2 separate regions of the Sus scrofa genome follow, and region 2 is linked to region 1. The links are chromatin contacts, called in public HiChIP or PLAC-seq maps. All regions are on one chromosome and are shown on one strand. Each heading gives the region's core, a stretch centred on a gene start, on an enhancer-like site or on the middle of the called end of the contact. The rest is flanking DNA. Distances are from core to core; before and after follow the strand shown. Region 1 overlaps SERGEF (secretion-regulating guanine nucleotide exchange factor). Region 2 overlaps KCNC1 (potassium voltage-gated channel subfamily C member 1).

The links. HiChIP or PLAC-seq counts read pairs in DNA pulled down with a chosen protein or histone mark.
Region 2: a contact with region 1 is called in an H3K27ac HiChIP or PLAC-seq map of skeletal muscle. The contact joins two enhancer-like sites. A contact is called at or near these places in 3 of 47 Hi-C or Micro-C datasets (embryonic fibroblasts, psoas muscle and skeletal muscle) and 1 of 2 datasets of contacts at active chromatin or transcription factors (skeletal muscle).

Annotation. Positions count from the first base shown.
Region 1 is chr2:41,311,365-41,317,775 of Sscrofa11.1, reverse strand. All of the region lies in intron 10 of SERGEF (secretion-regulating guanine nucleotide exchange factor), which reads right to left. Among named protein-coding and RNA genes, the nearest start is that of KCNC1, 93 kb to the left of the region's middle. Within about 2 kb of position 3,560, at least 1 of the 83 cell types and tissues checked has an H3K27ac peak or open chromatin away from gene starts, as enhancers often do. A contact at or near this core is called in skeletal muscle, where this site is marked.
Region 2 is chr2:41,384,717-41,390,314 of Sscrofa11.1, reverse strand. All of the region lies in intron 1 of KCNC1 (potassium voltage-gated channel subfamily C member 1), which reads left to right. Among named protein-coding and RNA genes, the nearest start is that of KCNC1, 20 kb to the left of the region's middle. Within about 2 kb of position 1,569, at least 1 of the 83 cell types and tissues checked has an H3K27ac peak or open chromatin away from gene starts, as enhancers often do. A contact at or near this core is called in skeletal muscle, where this site is marked.

The DNA.
Region 1 (6,411 bases), core at 2,311-4,810:
CGATTCGACCCCTTGCCTGGGAACCCCATATGCCGTGGGTGTGGCCCTTAAAAAAAAAAGAAAAAAAAAAAGAGAGAGAGAAAGGCAAAGGGACACACAGAGAGAAGAAGAGGAGGTAACGTGACCATGGAGGCAGACTGGAGTGAGGTCAAAGACTGCCAATGGCCACCGGAGGCTGGGAGAAGCAAAGAAGCGGTTCTCTCCTAGGTCCTTTGCAGATGTACCTTTAAGGTCCTTAAGATGAGACCCTCCTGCCCTAAATCCAAAGACAGGTGTCCTTATAAGGTACAGACAAGGAGACACAGACCCACAGAGAATGAAGGCTGTGTGAAAACAGAGGCAGAGATGGGAGTTTGCATCCACAAGCCAAGGGTCGCCTGGAGCCACCCGAAGACAGAAGAAGCAAGAGGAAACTTCCTCCTCAAGTTTCCAGAAGGAGCAGAACCCTAATGACACCTAATTTTCAGACTTCTGGCCTCCAGATCTGGGAGAAAACACATTTCCATTGTTGTAAAAGCCACTCAGACTGTGGTACTTTATTCCCACGGCACTCAGGGAAAAAATACCCATTGCTAGCTCCCTAACATCATATGTCAGCCCTCATTCCTGCTCTACGTCGGAGCCAGACAAACCACGTACATGAGGAAGCAAGCTTCAGGACAGTGAAACTTTCTCTGATGGGGTCACTGTTATAACCCTAATAATTAGCCCACGGTGTCAGGTCCATGGCAGAAGCTTAATGCATTTTTTTGGAATAAAGGAATGAGCTGTAGATCTCAGAAGGCAGGAGCTGCCTGTGATTTACTTTTATAACCTCAGCACCCAGAGGTCAGTGCACCTGCTCCATACCTGTGGAACTTCCTGCCCTCATATATATTCCAGCCCTGAAGAGGGGCAAATCTTATCAGCCTGGAGCCCAGAAATAAGCTTCCAAGCTCCAAAGAGTCCATGAGCCCTTTTTAGACCTTGTTTCCCAACTGCCTCCAAACACAAGGCTTGGAGAGAACTCATGACTGCAGAATCCTGGGGATGATACTGTTTAATTAACCCGAGATTCAAGTCACCAGCGTCTGGCCCAGGCTGGGCCTCTGGGACCTGAGCCGGCAACATTTCATCATTAGGAGGAAAGGAGATGACAAACTCTTTCCTGAAAGAACCCAGCAGGCAGTCAGAATTACTGGATGTGGTAAATAAAACCATCATTTCCAAATACATATCCTCGGCAGCACTAAATGCATTCTCCGTATCACAGGCAATACTAAATTTAGAACTGGCAGTTTGAGTCATATGCCGATTCCTGAAGAGAAAAACTAAATTCAAGGGGGGTAAAATGAAGTGAGATATGAAAATAAAAATGCAATCTTAGTCCCCGAGAGCAACCTGTCAAAGAGAGGTGAGGGCGCAGCTTCCTGAACAGAGTTCTGGCTCTAAAGGGACTCCAGGGGCTGGGCCCTGCTGGGAGCCACAGCAGCAGCAGCCTGGGGGGACACCTCTGTGTGGAACTGCAGAGGCAGGAGGGGGCACGGCAGGACAGGCCACAATGTGGGGACACTGCTTCCAAAGTGCTGTCCCACCTTGTCTCACTGAAGCCTTTTCTCGATCCTGCAGTGAAGGTGCTGTCACCCATTGCATAGTCGAGGAACTGAGCCCAGCAGGCTGAAGAGACTTGCTCAAGTCACACGGGGAGTGAGCAGGAGAGCAGGGATTGATTTTAATAAACTTTTAATTGTAGAAGAGTGTCAGACTTACAGAAAAGCTGAAAAGACAGGGCAGTTCCCAAATATCCCTCCCCAAGTTGCCCATATTATTCTTTGTTGTTGTTGTTGTTTTGGCCACACTGAGGCATGTGGAAGTTCCCGGGCTGGGGATCGAACCCACGCCACTGCAGTAACCAGAGCTACTGCAGTGACAACACTGGATCCTTAACCCACTGAGCCACAAGGGAACGCCATGCTATTATTAAGATCTTACATTATGGGAGTATGCGTGTCATAACTAAGAGACGAACATGAGGACATTACTAGTAACTAAATGCTACACCCTGTTTGGATTTCGTGAGTTCTTCCCTAATGTCCTTTTTCTGCTCCAGGATATGGACACCCCGCTACATTCAGTTGTCAGGTCTCCTTCGGCTCCTCTGGTCTGTTATAGTTCCTCTCACTTTCCTTGTTTTGCTGATCTTGACAGTTTTGAAAAGAACATCAGGTATTTTGTAAGATGCCCTTCAGTTTGGGCTTTTCTGAGGTTTTACTCATGGTTAGGCTGGAATTATGGGTTTGGGAGAGGAAGAGGCTCTTTCCCACCATGCCATATCAAAGGCACACGGTGTCAACAGGCTTTCTCACTGATGATGCCAATTGCCACTACCTGACCACGGGAATGCTGGCCAGGTTTCTTTGCTGTAAAGTCTTTCTCCCTTCCATCACTCCCTGTTCCATGGTCCACTCTTTGGAAGCATGTCAGCAAGCAGAGCCCAAGCTCAGGGAATGAGAAGCTAAGTTCCAGCTCCCAAAGTGGGGAGCCTTTTCATAAATTATTGGGAATTCTTCTACACAGGAGAGCAGGGATTTCAATCCTGGTGGCAGCTCCCAGGCTCTGAGAAGTGGGACTGTTCTTGTGAGTGAGAAGCTCACTTTCAGCTTGCTCATTTCCCAAAGGGCCCACACTTCTTAGGCATAGATTACTAGTTATCTACTCAGTGCCTTGACCTCTAGGCATCTACCATCTTCACTGATTTACTTTATCCTAAACTCATCTCTTGTCAAGGGAATTCCTATAATATTGTGAATAAAATAGAAATGGAAATTCAAAACCATGAAAAGGAGGATCAAACATGTCAGCCCTGGGGGTTTATGTACATGCTGTGTGTGACTAAGCATTCAAGCTGGCTTTGAGCTTCCTTGGTAGCCACGACAAAGTACAAAACAAAGTGTCTTGGTCCTGTTTTCTGAAGGGAGAACAAATCCTAGTCACTCATAGAAGTCAGATGTAAGTGTTTTCTTTTCTGAACAAATTCCAGCCAGGTAGAGTTCCCTGGTGGCCTAGCAGTTCAGGATCCGGCATCATTACTGCTGTGGCTCAGGTTCGATCCCTGGCCCAGGAACGTCCACGTGCTGTGGGTGTGGCCAAAAATAAAAAAATTCCAGCCAGGTGACTTGAACGTCCTAGAGCGCACTATTTCCTGATCAAAACTGCAATGATTGCTCTAAATTCCATTCACAGTGCATTAGCACTTAGATGTTCATCCAATAAAGCCAGAGAGTTCCATGGTTTACATGTATGGTTTCCGTTTCCTATTCTAGAGCAGAGAGCTACTGAAGACCAGGAGTGATCACTTTCAGATGGTGCAGAGAATGGGGACTAGTAAATTCAGAAAGCTCTGCAGCTTCAACATCAGGTGCATGACTTTGAGAAGAAATAGCAAGAAGACAGGACCTTAGAAAAATGCCAGGGTAGATGGAAAGATGAAATACCGAGAATGAAGTCAATATGACTCACCCATAGAGTTCTTTTCTTAGATCACAACAGGTGGCATCTTAGGAGAGAAAGAGCATGGGTCTGAGTCCCAGTTCTGCTACTCTGCTGCTTACTAGCTTTGTAGTTTCAGGGGTGTTGACAGCCCAGAGCCTTGGTTTCCTCATATAAAATGAAGCTGATGTCTACTTATTATGGGGATTAAGTACCAAAGCATTATACATAAGATCTCTGCCATAGTACACTAATAGTAACAGCAGCCCCCACGGAAAGGCCTTATCTGTTCCAGGCGCTGTATCACACACTTGACATGAATTATCTCATTTCATCGTCACCATGAGGTAACTACTATTGAAGGATTCAAAAACTGTTGGTTTCTCCACAAAGCTACGCCAAGCCACATCCTTGGATATTTTTGGAAAGAGTGTACCAGTCCTTGGAAGGCTCTTTGCAGATCCATTCCATGCACAGCAGCTGTATTGACATCCATTTTGTAACCATCTGCAATCCCCCAAGTTTGCTGCAACCGACACAGATCTTTAACTCTCGGGCTCCCCAGTGGGAATGTGTAAAACTCAAGGAAAATTCTACCAAGAGGCTCTTTCCAAGCCTCATTTATGGCAGGAAGAAAGCCACTGAAGAACTGGGAGCATGCCATTAAAAGTGACCAGGCTGGAGGGATGAGGGAGTGGGGAGTTATGGCTTAATGGGTCCAGAGTTTCAGTTTGGGAAGATAAGAAAGTTCTGAAGATGGATGTTGGAGATGGTTGGATAACAATGTGAATGTACCTAATGCCACTAAATTGTACACTTAAAATTGTAAATTTTGTTATGTATATTTTAGCATATTAAAAATAGTAATAATGATAATAACAACAATAATAAAGTAACCAGGGTGGTAAAGGGTCTAAAAACCATATGGATGCAAAACACATGAAAGAACTCAGATATTCTGCAGGTAAAAGTTTGAAAGCCTCTGGTTTTCAGGATAATGATAATATTACCCACTACTTAGCAAGCACATCATATACATAGGCACTGTAGCTACATCATCTTTATTCTATAGCATGGCTCTAAAAGGCATTTCTTGCTTAGAGGGATCAGGTACCAGGCCAGGATGACATAGCTAGAAAGTGATGGGGATGAGATTTGAAACCCAACCAGTTCACTATATCACATATTTCTTTCTTTTCTTTTTAAGGCTACACCTGAGGCATATGAAAGTTCCCAGGCTAGGAGTCGAACTGGAGCTGCAGCTGCCAGCCTATATCACAGCCACAGCAACACCAGATCTGAGCCGCATCTTTGACCTACACTGTGGCTCGTAGCAATGCCGGATCCTAAACCCACTGAGAGCAGCCAGGGATCAAAACCTGCATCCTCGTGGCTACTACTAGCCGGGTTCTTAACCCACTAAGCCACAATGGGAACTCCTTACCTTGTCTTTCTATATTGTGCCTCATTCAAATATTGAGTAGTTACCTGGAATTTTTTTTTTTTAATTTGTTAGGGCCGTACCCGGGGCATATGGAGGTTCCTAGACTAGGGGTCTAATCAGAGCTAGGGCTGCTGACCTATGCCACAGCCACAGCAATGCCAGATCTGAGCCTCGTCTTCGACCTACACCACAGCTCACGGGAACACCGGATCATTAACCCGCTGAGCGAGGCCAGAGATCAAACCCACAACATCATGGTTCCTAGTAGGATTTGTTTCCTCTGCACCATGATGGGAACTCCAGATACTTGGATTTTTAAATGCTGAGATTTCTTTTAATCTTAAGATTTTATTATTCTGAATTGCAGTGGTAGGAAGGTCAGATGTCCATTTTCTTGAGGGCTCCCTGCACTGCCAGGGCGTGTAGGTAAACCGAGTCTATTGATAGGTGCCCCGCACTGCAGGGATAACCATTCTGATGGTAGGAAACTGGAAGACTTTTGAGATTACAACCTGAATTAATATCAGGTGATGCTGCCATGGGCTGCATCAGTCCCAAAGACCACAGAGAACTCCTACAGCTGGGGAGGAGGCCATCAGGCAAAAGAGAACACACAGCAAGCTCCAAATACAGCAAGAGCTACTGAAAGCATTTCTCCCCCACAGTGTAGTCACCATACCCCAGAAGAGATATTTTAAAGAGTAAGAAAGAAGAGGATGAAGCAGAGGAAGGATTAGAGACAGGTGAGAGGGTTCTGAAGGCTACAGCCTCTGTTCAAATCCCAGCCTATTGTTCTACTGGTAAGAGCAGAACTGTAATCACTCTGAAGCCCAGAGCACAATCTCATGACTGCCTATACACAAAAATAAACTAAAAAATGGCTTAAAGACTTAAATATAGACAGGACACCATATAACTCCTAGAAGAGATCATAGGCAATTTTTTTTTTTTTTGGCTTTCCAGGGCCACAGAGCAGCATATGGAGGTTCCCAGGCTAGGGGTCCAATTGGAGATACAGCTGCGAGCCTACAACACAGCCACAGCAACTCGGGATCCGAGCCATGTCTGCAATCTACACCACAGCTCACAGCAACGCCGGATCCTTAACCCATTGAGTGAGGCCAGGGATCGAACCCACAACTTCAGGGTTCCTAGTCAGATTAATTTCCACTGTGCCATGACGGGAATTCCCAAAACATTTTCTGACATAAATCACACCAATGTTTTCTTAGGTCAGTCTTCCACAGCAACAGAAGAGCAAAATTTTTAAATGGGACCTAATAGAAACTTAAAAGTTTTTGCACAGCAAAGGAAATCACAAACAAAATGAAAAGACAGCCTACAAAATAGGAGAGAACACTTGCAGATGATGTAACTGACAAGAGCTGAATTTCCAAAATATACAAACAGCTCATATAACTCAATAACAAAAACAAAACAACCCAACCACAAAATGGGCAGAAGACCTAAATAGACATTTCTCCAAAGAAGACATACAT
Region 2 (5,598 bases), core at 320-2,819, 75 kb before region 1:
CTGGAGGCTTAGATGTAGCTAGCCCAGAGCAGGGTCTTCCAGATGGGGCTAGAAGAATCTGCACAAGCCACTGTGCTGCAGTGCTCCAGTCCCCCTCCCGAAGCCCGGGTCTAGCGTTCCCCAGCACCAGGCTGCACCCCCACCACACACACACTGGCCCCGGCTATCTCCCAGGGAAACCAGGTCCCAATGAGAGTGCCTGGTGCGCTGCTAACTGCTCATTACAGTCACGGCTGCAGCTAAGTATAGCTCCAGTACACACAAGACCAAGACAGCAAGGGAGTCTTTCCATAAAACGGCTCCACATGCAAACACACAAACATCTGCACACATAAGCTCCCCACACTCACGGACCCCAGACACTCATGGACCCACACTTGCACTAGCACAAAGTTTCCTTCATTCACTCCGCATTCCCTCAATCAGTGTTTGTTGAGCTGGGAGAGTGCTTAAGAGCATGTGTTCTAGAGGAAAAAGCTGGATTTCTGCTTCTAATGCCCTCACCTCTCAAGTGTATGCTCATGGGCAACTTCCATAATCTGTCCGAGCCTCAGTTCCTTTTTGTAAAATTGGGATGGTAACTGCAGCATGGACCTCAGAGTTGGTGCAGGGGTAGATGCCATGGGGCGTGTGGGAGTGCTTAGGATAAGCCTGGCTCAGGATGCCGCACACAGTAGGTGTCTTTACCTTCACTATTCCCTACTATGTGCCTAGCTCTGTGCTGGGAGGTTTCTTTAAAGCTGTGATTTTTAGAGGTGGCTGTGAAAAGTGATGCCTGGTGTACAATAGGCATGCAGTAAATGTTTGATGATTGAATGAATGAATGAATGAGTGGAAGCTGCATCCGCAGATGGCCCAGTGGCCTTGGAGCTCTCTTCTCACACGAAGAAGCCACCCTCACTTGTCTCTCATCCAGGCTGGGCCTCTGGTAGGATCTAGATGTTGTCATGGGTACCACAGGAATCTTAGAGGAGGAGCTGGAGGGTGTCTGACCACTCTCTTAGTACAGATGGGGAAATGGCAGCACAGTGGGAGCAGGGAACAGGCATTGCCCAGACCAGATGCTTAGCAGCCAGTGGCCAGCGCCCAGAGGTACCACTCGAGCCAGCCTAGCACAATGGCCTAGCACAGCGGGTGGTACCTGGTCCAGCCATAGTCCCTGAGCCTCTGAGCCTGCTCAGGCCACAGGCCCGATGCTGACTGGGGCTGACACAGGCGTCACACAGCCCCAGTCAGACCCCCGGCTGGGCTGGCAGGCAGGCTAGGGCCTCTGGACTGGCACTGGGCAGGGCTCTGTCTCTCTGAGAAGGGGCTGGAACTCTGTCTAGCCTGGATAGGACATGAGCTTCAGGATTTGAAGGCCCTGTCACCAATCCCTACCTTTGAATTGAATAGGCCAGCGGCTAGACTGCCTGGGCCCTCCCATCGCACCTCCTCAAAAAGAAAGTGACATTTCCTGGTGCTTTTTTAAGCCCAGGCTGGTTGGGCCAGGCCCCCGTGTGAGGTGTCGAGGGGGCAGGCGGCGCTGGGAGTCACACAGCCACGTCTCTGCTCACCTTGAGTGATCTCAGGGCTCTGGGAATAGACATGGTCTCATCTCCTCACCATGTGGCCCAGATTCCACACTCCAGGGCCCATGTGTGTGTGGGATTTGACTTCCACGTTCCCACGCCAGTTCTCGCCCCTGGGCGGGACCCGGGTGGTTGAATTCCACACCTTCAGCTGGCCAGCCTGTGAGGAGGGAGGCTGTGTCCGGCTTCTCTGAAAAGGACCATTCTTGCCCACTCCTCAGTCAGTCATGTTCATGGCCACTGGGTCTTAGTGCCCAGTGACAAAAGATGGATGTGATTGTGCCTGCTGCCTCTGTAGACTTGAGCCTGCTGTCAAGAGCATCCCTATCGCCAGTGTAGACCTGGATCTGCTCTCAGTCACTGTGCCCCTTGCCAGTGTAATACACAATCGCTGTGGAGACTAAGCTGACGAGAACATGGGTGAATGATGAGTGACTGCAGCCTTTTGCCAGCATGATTGTAGATCCACTGTAAGTGTGGCCCGTGCTGGTGTAAACACAAGTCTGAAATCGATTGTGCCCATTGTGGGGTAGGGGCGGATGCTGTGTCAGTGAGTCAGTGAGTGTGTGCATGAGGAAAAGTGGGCAGCAGAGGAGGGGTCTCTTCCTAAGGAGGTGGAGGGCAAGAATGGTAAACTTTGCTGTGTCTCTTGTGTAGACAGAAGGGTTGAGACAAGCGACGAAGGATGGGACGCTGTGCTCTTGCTTAGCTGGGCCCCTGGTTCCCCAGGAAGCGCCCCCCTTCCTCTCCCAGTGTGGGGTGTGTGGCCGAGCCTGATGGCAGGGGCAGCTCTGATCCTCAGGTGAGCCACCTCCTGGACCATCCATGCTAAGGGGGGAAAGAGACAAACAGACCATATAGAAATAAGCCAGCTCTATGGTGTGATGTGCTGACATTCGTCCAGCTGGATACTTAGAATGGGTGAAGGTTTTTGTATGTACATTGCACCTCAGTAAAGCTGGGAAAAGGTCATGTTCAAAGGTGGCCCATCCGACACGGGGAACGTAGGGGCAGAGCAGCTGGATGAGTGCAGGCGCTGGCTGAGATTTCAGGACGGTGGGAGTGGGCCTCCTGAAGTGGTGAGAGCCTGAGCCTTGAGGATCCTGGGAAGAGTGTTCTGGGCAGGGGGAGTAGCCGGTGTGAGGGCCCTTACATGTGTGCAACACATGTAAGAAACGTTTGAGGAGGCGGGGTGGCTGGAACAAGTGAAGGTGAACAGGGGTGGGAGAGGCGTTTGGATGGCGATGGAGGCCCTGATGGCCTGGGGACCTGCAGGGCGTTGCAAAGACCTTGGCTTTTCCTCCGAGAGACATGGGGAGCCAGCGTGGGGTTTTGAGCAGAGAAATGACACCATCCGATATGCCGTTTTAAAGGATCATCTGGCTGCTATGTTGAAAATAGTCCTAGAGCACCAGGCATATTGGAAGCTGAGAGACCAGCTAAGATGCTCTTACCGTAATCCAGAGGGAGCTGATGATGGCTGGGACAGGGCGGTAACAGTGGTGGTGGGAAGTGGTTAGATTCCGGATTTATTTCGAGCTGAGCCAACAGGATTTCCTTACAATTAAAAGTGCCGCGTGACAGCAAGAGAGGCGTCAAGGATGACTCCAAGGTTTTTGGCAAGAATGTCTTGGGAGGAGAGCGTGGCCATCTCATGCGATGGAGAAGGCTCCCGGTGGTGGGGGTGGGACCAGAGCTCAGCGGATGCGCTGAGTTGGAGAGACAGCTCTCAGACCACCGCAGAGATGCTGGGGAGCTAGATGCTGGTCCTGAGTTCAGGAGACGGGCTGGGGTGCAGGTGAACATTTGGGAGTGTGCTGTTAACGGTATTTGAATAGGTGGGGGTACGTAAGCCTTCAGACTCGCTAAGGGCATGAATATAGATGGAGAAGGGGATTGAGAGCTGCACTCTGGGGCACCCCGAGAGGTGGAGCCTGGAAATGAGGTGGCAAAGGGTGTCGAGAAGAAGCAGCCAGTGAGGTGAGAGGAAAGTCAAGAGACTGTGGGGCCCTGGAAAGTGTGACAAGGAGGGAGGGCTCAGCTATTGCAGATGCTGCTGATGAACAAGGAACGTAAGGTCTGGGAATTGCTCCTGTTCTTTCTGCCCAGAATGCTCTTCCTTGCACCCTGCTTTTCCCTAGGGATTTTTTTTTGCTTTTTAGGGCCGTACCCACGGCATATGGAGGTTCCCAGGCTAAGAGTCGAATCGGAGCTGTAGCTGCCAGCCTACACCACAGCCACAGCAACACCCTGGTGGTTTTTTACCCGGCTGTCTAACCTCTGCACCCTTGTCACTTCCTCCAGGGAGCCACTCCAACCCCTGTTGTTAAAGGTCCATGGTCTGCCATGTGCATTCTCCTTATATAAATATGTATTTGCTTGTCTGGTTGTTTGATAAATGTCACTCTTTCCCTCCAGGAGCTGTGGCTGTTTTTGCCTCCTCTGTACCCAGTACCTGGCATAGGCCAGAGATAAAGCATAAATATTTGTTGGGAGAACACAGTGGGCAGATAACTGTGGTCCCACCTGAGCTCTGTCGACTGCCCCCCCTCCTGAGTTATCCCCCTTGGGGCCATCTTTTTATTCCTCTCCCCGCAACACACACACACACACACACACACACACACACACACACACACACAGTCTACTGCGAGTCAGGACACTTGACTGGAGGCAAAAATACAAGTGGGCATGAACGGGAAATTTCCTGGTAGATTCATAGTGGACACATCATGGAGCTCGGAGCCTCAGTTTTCTCATCTGCCAAATGGGGGGATCAAAGCTGTCCTGCTAATGGCCTATTTGGTGGTGGTGTGTGTGTGTGTCTGTGTGTGTTATGTTCATGTGGGATTCACATGTGAAGACACTGTAAACTGTAGCCAGCTGTGCCCATGTCATCATAACAGGAAGAGGAATGTCTTCCTCCCGAGGCCACCTAGACGGATGTGAAAGAGATTTATAAACAGAAGCCCTGGAGTATGGTGGTTTCAGGGTCAGAGAGATCTGGTTTCAAACGCCACCTATCACTTTCGAGCTGTGTGGCTTTTCATTTTTTGCACCTGTCTTAACCCGTCTGGCCCTCAATTTTCTCATCTGCAAAATGGAGTTAATGACACCTCCTTTGGGAAGGTTTTTGAAGCTAAAGGAGATTGTGTTGGCAACAGTGCCTATTACTTACAGCGGAGGGTGGCGAGGCTCAAGAGAGCTAAGGACTCCCGCCGCCCAGCTGGTTGTGAGGATTGAAAAGGACAAAGCGGAGTTCCCGTCGTGGCTCAGAGGTTAACGAATCCGACTAGGAACCATGAGGTTGCAGGTTTGATCCCTGGCCTTGCTCAGTGGCTTAAGGATCGGTGTTGCCGTGAGCTGTGGCGTAGGTCACAGATGAAGCTCAGATCCCGAGTTGCTGTGGCTCTGGTGTAGGCCGGCGGCTACAGCTCTGATTTGACCCCTAGCCTGGGAACCTCCATATGCCGTGGGAGCAGCCCTAGCAAAGGCAAAAAGACAAAAAAAAAAAAAAAAAAAAAGAAAGAAAAAGAAAAGGACAAAGCATGCAATCCATGTGGCCGTGCAGAGTGAGTGCTTCACAAAAACCAGGCTCTGAAAGGGCAGGGGAGCTGGCCCAAGGGTGGGAGTATGAACAGCAGCCATAGGGATGGTTCAGGTGAGTCCAAGGCCCATCTTGCAGGTGTGGACAGACCTGTCACAGGCAGGAAGAGGAGCAAGTGTGTTCTGGTGACCCCAGAGGGCAGAACTAGCATCACTGGGAGGAAGAGCAGGGAGGTTGACTTCCATAAGAAAGAAATGCCTGTCTCAGAGTCCCCACTGTGGCACAGCAGAAACAAATCTGACTCATATCCATGAAGATGCAGGTTCGATCCCGGGCCTCACTCAGTGGGTTAAGGATCCAGTGTTGCTGTGAGGTGTGGTTGTAGGTGGTGTGGTGTAGGTTGCAAACACAGCTCGGATCTGGCATTGCTGTGGCTGTGGTGTAGGCCAGCAGTTGTAGCTCTGATTGGACCCCTAGCCT